Linked DNA regions of Anas platyrhynchos: region 2 is linked to region 1. A link is a contact called in public Hi-C data. All regions are on one chromosome and are shown on one strand. Each heading gives the region's core, a stretch centred on a gene start, on an enhancer-like site or on the middle of the called end of the contact. The rest is flanking DNA. Distances are from core to core; before and after follow the strand shown. Region 1 overlaps TSC22D1 (TSC22 domain family member 1). Region 2 holds the start of TSC22D1 (TSC22 domain family member 1).

Region 1 (3,813 bases), core at 747-3,246:
TTGAAATGAAAGCTAGATCCAAGAGAAGCTCACACTAAATCAACTAATATTCTAGGAGGATTCCTGCTGGAGTTACCCCTCGGTTTGTGGGGAAGGCTGTGGGTGACTATTTTTAAAGCAAGGACGTTGTGGGAGAGACGGCTGCTCTCTACAGCTTCAAAACCTTTCCTCTGTTTCCTCTGTGTACACTTCTAAAGTGTTCAATAAGCTAAGCATGAATTTATATTGACTTCAGGCTCCTGTGAGGGCATGTTGGAGCATCAGGTATGTTTTGTGTCCAAGCTACACTGGTAGTGCTGGTGCAGGATATCCCTTTTGTAAGCAGCATTGAGGATTCACCTTAAATTTCTTCCTTCGGACTTGAAACTCCATCAAAACCAGCACCTCATCATTAAATAGATGAGACCTTTAGAATATTTTTTTCCAGCATTTCACACTGTAACTATGCTCCACGTCCCTCGCCCTTAAAGACTTTGCACTGACGTTGACCCTGATGGTCTGTTCCTGCAGCAGTGGTACCCCTTTGTCATTAGGCATGGCTGTAGGAAGCTTTTTTTGGCCATCTGTCACTCCTGTGTGCTGCTTTTTTGACTTGACCTGAATGCTCTTACCCTGTCGAGGTTTAAATACCAAGCGCAGACTGCTTAACAAGGCATTAAGTCACTTAATTCTTTCATTTTTAAATCAAGCCTTAACGTGGTTTTGGTGACCACTGGCTCGCGTTTAAGTGAAAGAGATGGCTCATGTCAGCAGTGTGGATTTTTAACCCCTTTGTGGGGGCTGCTGTCTTGCAGTTGTGCATCCACCTCAAATGGTGATGCTTAAATACATGTAGAAGTGCTGAATCTGCGTGCTCATGGTAACCACTGCAGTGATGAAAAGCAGATCCCTCACCAACTTCAGAGATTAAATGCTGCTGTTAATGAATATCGAGAAGTGGGTGAGCTTGGTTTAGAACACGTATTTGTACATTTCTTTTTATACATGAGGTTTTCTGTGGTTGCAAAGCAACACAAAACTTCCCTTAGTGGCCTAGAACCTGAGGGGTAGCTCGGGAAAATTTGGAATAAAGTGGGCTAGGACTTGAGGGATGTTGATTTTTCCATGCTAGCATTGGTGATGAAATGAATTATCCGACCTGCAACTTGATTGTTTCAGCAGTTTCTAAAGTTCAAATATCTTGGTCACAGCCATAGCAGTATATAAGACCGAAGATCCCACTGGAGGGGAAAAAAAGTGAAAATATTGAGGCACTTTTGCTTTAGAAGTGGATTTGAATGCTGAAGTGCCTCTCCTATTTTTTTTATTGTATTTACAAGAGCCTCGATTCCAGACGTCTATTTTGAGGAGATGCTTTTGAGTCCTGAAGCCGTCTATAAAAAGATTTTCATAAAAGGACCTCTCCTTCGTCTCAGAGCTCAAGAGGATTCGTTAACACCGCTTTAATTTCCTGTTGGTGGGGAGGGCATGGGAGCAGCTACACCTCTCGCATCGCATCTGCTGTCTTCTCACGGGCATCGTGCTCCTTCCCTGGGGATTAACGGGCTCCGTCTGCCGCCACCAACTCGTGGTGCCTTGCCTTTTTTAGGAACCCGTCTCACTTTGTCCTCTCCCAGCTGATGGGCTCGTGGAGGGCGTGTTGGTATTTCTGGTAGGCAGAGCTGGCTTGTGTTGGATGCCTAAATTACGGGGTACCTGCTGCCTCTGAGCACGTGCTTCTCCGGCATCGCTGGCTCAGAGGAAGGATGTGCTGACATCCCAGTTGGAGATTCAGGGCTCTCCTCTCTTCCTCGTTCATCTTCTGTTTCACACCAAAACCCTTCTTTGTTTCAGCATGTCAGAAAAGAGAGATGAAGCCGGGATGTGTACAAGGAGAGGCGAGACAGGTTTCCCAGAGAGGCTTTTCCCAAGAACTCTGTAAGGATTGTGCAGGACTCGGTAGGGTAAACACAAGTACGCCGGGCTTATCTTCCCCTCCCTCGCTGTGTATCTTCTGTGTGAAAGGTTATTATTCACGTTCCTGGAGGCCAGGGGAAGATAGGGAAGCTTATTGCTTGCAGATGGTGCTTAGCATGCAGAAATACATGCTTTCTGCCTCTGCGGAGACATTACTGGGGGAACATCTTACACGGCCTGGCTGTAACTTTTTAATTGCACGAACGCAGCCGAGGCTGGAGCTTTTTATTCTCCCACAGTCCTTTTTCTAGAGTTTATTTGACATGAGGCAGACCAAAGAAAACTTCTTAGCAAATCAGTCGTTGCAATAAAGGAACCGCAATTTACTGAGGTCATCTCTTTCGTTGCCTTTTAAAACGAGTCTGAAAGTGTAAGTGAGACTAGGAAATGGTCTGTGAGCCTTAAAGGCTTCTGTTTTTGCGTTATATGTGCACTTTGGACTAAGTACTGTACTTCTGATTTTATGTGGAAGGAGAAGCTGCACACAGAAATCATTAAAAAGTTGACAGGGGTGTATGGGATGCTTGGCCGTGTTGCGTTAGTCATCTCTGAGCAGTGAAACCATGATGGGTTTCACTAGGGGGTTTTAAGTTCATGTTTCTCTGACCGCCAGCACTGAAACCGATGAAGTTCTCCTAGCTCTTGCTGTACTGTTTAATTCAGAGAACTTCAGGCTGTGCATAACTGCTCTGTAAATATCCAGGTACCTTCTTGAAGGGCTTCTTTTTGTTGCTGTTACTGGCATATCCCAGTTCTGCCCTAAGTGGATGTGCCAGCTCTCGACGAGTCGGACCAAATTGAATACTGCTTCAGTAATGGAATTAAACCAGGACAAATTTGACATGATTGCTTTCTAATACCGAAATTAGCCCTGAGCCTCATCAGTGTGTGAGTAATTCTCAACTGACACTGATGGCATCTGCGTTGCTTCCCTTCCTACTGTTACTATTGAAAAATCTGCTTTTTTTAATGATGATTCCCAAACCTGTGGCTGCTGATCTCAGTGAGCATGCTTAGTGTGTTTAAAGGGTCTTGTCTGCCTTGTACCATTTCCTCCTGTATTCCCCCACTCTCCCTGGAAAAGTTCAGAGTAAGTAAAAGCAGTTTTTGTAATACTTGATGTTTTCACCTGTGGAAATACAGCCTTGATTTGTAGCGCGTTGTTAGCAGGCTCCAGCCCTGTATGGCTCCAGGTGCTGTCTTAATAATACAAAATGTGTGTATTTCATAAAACTCTTGCAAGTAGGGGATTAATTCTCCTGGGAGCTCCTTAAAACTCAACATGCAGTGTTCCAGAGGACATTTGTAAGGCTGGAGGAGTAGGGAGTTGTCCTTTCTTCTCAGTCTTACTCTGCCTAGCTGTGATTCTTGCTGTTAACCATATATTTTAGGATTTTAAAACTTTTTTTTCCCCTTTTTTAAGAAGTAGTAATACTGTTTGGCTGCCCACTTCCACTTGCTGGGTATGGCATCTTGCTCGCCACCTTCCTCCCCCCACCTCAGCTGTTACAGTGCTGACTTTACCAGTGAACTAGAGCTTCCTCTCCCGTGCTCAACCCAAAAGAGATGTTCTCGGCCCTAAAACCGCCCCAGAAACGATGCTAACAGGTCAGTGTTTGTGCAAAAGCGGCTTAAATCTGCTGCATATCCTCTTGCACAGCCTCTGTTTTATATCCTCTTGTGCTGGAGTCTCTGCGCCTGTTGAGCTTTAGGCTGCCAACAGCGGGGCCACAGCTTCCCCAAAACCCCGGCAGGTGACGAATCCTTCGTGATGGGGGGAAGATCCAACCGAAAAAGCAGGCAGCTTGCATCGGGAACGCCCGATAGGAGCTCGGCATATGGCTGTGTGGGCGGCCC
Region 2 (3,562 bases), core at 525-3,024, 44 kb before region 1:
TTCAATATGTTCTGATTGTCAGCTCTAAAACATAATCTTGCCTAGTTCTTGTAACAGGCAGAACATTATTTAATTACATGCCAATCGCTTCACAATACTCAGCATTGTCTGTATACAGGCAGTAGGCTAGAGACATGGAAGGAGCAAGAGTTGCAAGTCTACATTTCAGGTACCTAGAGACCTGAGCTGAACGTCTGCATTCCAGATATAAAAGCAATTAGGATGCAAAAATCAGGATTTTTTCAAAGCTACCCCTGTCCCTCACACTGACTGAGAGATGGATAATCTAGTTAACAGGGTGAGACAAGATGGAAGGCTGAGATTCAGGCACAGGCAGCAGAAACTCCCACTGTGCGTGACCTTGAAACCTCACCCTTTTCACAAAACGGAGCTAGAAAAACAGCATTTTTAGTACCTCAGTGATTAAACACCACACACTGAACATGGGAGACTCAAATCTCCTCTCTGCCTCAAGGAACTCACATTTACATCTCCCACAAGAACTCTAATGACTCAGCTATGTGATATAGTAGCTTGGACTCTCCCATATTCTCTTGTTAAAGCTCTACTACTCTTCACAACATATTTACATATTCACTGCAGTAAACACCAAATTCTTTTTTTTTTTTTTTTTTTTTCTTCCCCCACGTGTCCTGTTGATTGTCCTAAGTGGTGGCTTTCATAAATAAGCTATAGAATTAGTCCGAGTCAGTCAAACGTTTTATTGTTCCACACACACCATAATAATTTCAAAGAGGTGACTGAGCTATCTCCAGCAGCTCATGAAAGATTGCATCTGGAGATGAGGATGTGCTGCCAGAAAATGGGACACACAAGCACCCCTCCTGGCACAGGTGCACACTTCATCCACCTGGAGAAATGGACGAGAAGGTGTGAACCTTTCCCCCTCTGCAGGAAAGCAGGACAGCCAATTTAGCAAGCTCTGAGAGTGCTCCTGGAGAGGGTCCTTATGACAGGAGAGGTGGGGCAATGAAATTGCTGTGAATTTGGTGAATTGAATTGGTGTGAATCTATTGGGCTTGTGTTGCAGTGAGATACCTCCCCACCTGCGGGATGCTCACCAGGGCACGCTAGCAGGTTTGTAGATGCTATGGAAGATCTCTCAGCCATCACACAAGCACCTAGTGCCTTCAGGGATCAGACAGCAGCTGCACCAGATTGAGGAGAAGCCAAGATTTGGACACGGCAGAGCTGAAGCCAGGAGGGGATGGAGATGGCTGAGGGATGCATTGAGTTTTGCTACATCTGAGGAAGGCCACGAGGTCTTCAGTGCTGAAACAGCAAGAGAGAGATTGCGGTGGACTTGACCTCAATTTCACTTAATGATAAAAAGACACTTGTGAAGGGTGACCATTTTTTGAAGGAGTGCTTTGGTATGTTTCCTCGATGCGCCCACACCGCCTCAGGGAGCAGTGGCAGCCCCGGGCCCTCCTGCCACCCGGTGGGGCATGGGGGTGCCTGAGGGGGGCGGCAGCCATTTCGGGGCGTGAGGGGACCCCGGGCGGCACAAAGGGACGGGCGAGGCAGGAGGAGGAGGAAGAGGAGGGAGGGCGACAGGAACATTCTGGACCGAGGGAGGGGATGAAGAATGAAGACGAAGGTGATGAATAACGTGAATAAACCCGCGGATGGTGGAGAGGGGGCAGGGAGGCGGGTCATGTGAGGCACAGTCATGCTGCGGGACCGCGGCACCTGGCCGCCATTTCGCATCCCCCCAGCCCCGCTACGCCCCTCCTCGGCGCTCAGGGGCTCGGCGGCGCTCGGCAATTTCCGCCGGGGGAAGCCGAGCGGAGCCGAGCCCAGCCGAGTTGCGCCGTCCCCGGGCCAGCCGGGCTTTATGTCTGCCGGGCCGGGCGCGCCTGCGCGGCCGCCGCCATCTTACGCCGTCTGCGGGCTGCCCTCCCCTCAGGGCCAGCGCTGCCCAACCCCCTGCGGCCCCGCGCAGCGCCTCCTCCTCCTCCTCCTCCTCCTCCTCCTCCTCCCCGCCGGGCTCGGCGAGGGGCCGGGGGAGAGCAGGCAGGGGAGAGGGGCTGTGCGGAGGGCGAGCGGGTGTTATAAAGGGGGAGGAGGCGGAGGGGGAAGGAAGAGGGAGCGGAGCGGAGCCTCCCCCGGAGGCAGCCAGACACGGAGGGAGGGGAGAGCGGCTGCCCGCCCGCCTCCCTCCCTCCCTCCCTCCCTGCTCTCTTCGCCGGGCTGCCGCTTTTCTTCCCTCCTCCTCCTCCTCCTGCTGCTGCCGCTGCCGTCTCTCGGCTCCCCAAAATGATTCAGCTCCATGGCTGCCACTGACGGGGATGGCCCTGCCCGGCTCTGCCTGCCGCTGCCGCCGGTCCCGTACGTATCCGCGCCTTCCTCCTCCTCCTCCTCCTCCTCCTCTTCCTCCCCTGGCCGCAGGCAGGGCCGGAGGGGCGGTTCTGCCGGTTGCCGGCTTCCATGAGGGGAAGGGGAAGGGGCTCGGCCGGGCTGAGGCGGGCATCGCCTCCCCTCGCCGGAGGGGCCGGGGGAGGTTGGTGGTGGTGGTGGTGGTGGTGGTGGTGGCGGCGGTGGCGGTGGGATGGGATTGGGGGGGGTGTGAGGGGGTCCTGAGGGGGTAAAAGGGGTGTGGGGGGGTTGGGGAGTGTCATATCCAGGGCTGGTGCTCGCCCCCTCCCTGTGCAGGAGGAGAGGGGGAGGAGAGCGGCGGTGCTGAGGCGGCTCAGCCCCTGCGCTGCGGGTGGTGGTGGTGGTGGTGGGGGTATGGGGGGTTATAGGGGGGGTTATAGGGGGGTCTGTGCGGTGTCTGTGCCCTGCCGCCCAGCTAACTGTGCGTGTGTCTGTCTGTCTGTCTGTCTCTCTCCGTACCGGGGGACCGCGCTCTTAAAATCCGCCCGATACAATGCACCAGCCTGACTCAGCCGCAGACATTAGTGCTAGGAAGATGGCGCACCCGGCGATGTTTCCTAGAAGGGGCAGCAGCAGTAGCAGCGGCAGCAGCTGCGTTACGGCTCCCACTGCACCAGGTACCGGCGGCGGGAGCGCTGCCCTCTCCGCCGAGGATTATCAGCCGCCCTTGCTGGTCCAGCCGCCGCCTCCATCTCCTGCAGCATCGGCGGTGGCGGCGGCGGGTCCACAGCCGACACCCCCTCCTCCACAAAGCCTGAACCTCCTCTCGCAGTCTCAGCTCCAGCCACAGCCTCTCGCGCAGGCTGGAGCTCAGATGAAGAAGAAAAGTGGCTTCCAGATTACCAGCGTGACCCCTGCTCAAATATCGGCTAGCATGAGCTCTAATAACAGCATAGCCGAAGACACCGAAAGCTACGATGACCTGGATGAGTCCCACACTGAAGACCTGTCCTCTTCAGAAATCTTGGATGTTTCTTTATCCAGGGCCACTGACTTGGGAGAACCCGAGAGGAGCTCCTCTGAAGAGACTTTAAATAACTTCCAGGAGGCAGAGACTCCTGGGGCTGTTTCTCCAAACCAGCCTCATCTTCCTCAGCAGCACCCTTCTCTGCCTCATCACCCGCAGCAGGGCGTCGTGATCAATGGAAGCGTTCACCCCCAT

Evidence for each region. A called contact is a pair of places that touch in the nucleus more often than the background predicts.
Region 2: a contact with region 1 is called in a Hi-C map of small yellow follicle, with 3 times the contacts expected there. The contact joins the promoter of TSC22D1 here to the enhancer-like site in region 1. A contact is called at or near these places in 5 of 8 Hi-C or Micro-C datasets (F5 follicle, liver, skeletal muscle and 2 more).

What each region holds. Positions count from the first base shown.
Region 1 is chr1:176,888,429-176,892,241 of IASCAAS_PekinDuck_T2T, reverse strand. All of the region lies in intron 2 of TSC22D1 (TSC22 domain family member 1), which reads left to right. Among named protein-coding and RNA genes, the nearest start is that of TSC22D1, 44 kb to the left of the region's middle. Within about 2 kb of position 1,996, at least 5 of the 8 cell types and tissues checked have an H3K27ac peak or open chromatin away from gene starts, as enhancers often do. A contact at or near this core is called in F5 follicle, small yellow follicle and subcutaneous adipose tissue, where this site is marked.
Region 2 is chr1:176,932,830-176,936,391 of IASCAAS_PekinDuck_T2T, reverse strand. It overlaps TSC22D1 (TSC22 domain family member 1), which reads left to right and starts at 1,774. Exons shown (of 4, transcript XM_027472117.3): 1 at 1,774-2,352; 2 at 2,903-3,562. The coding sequence starts at 2,936.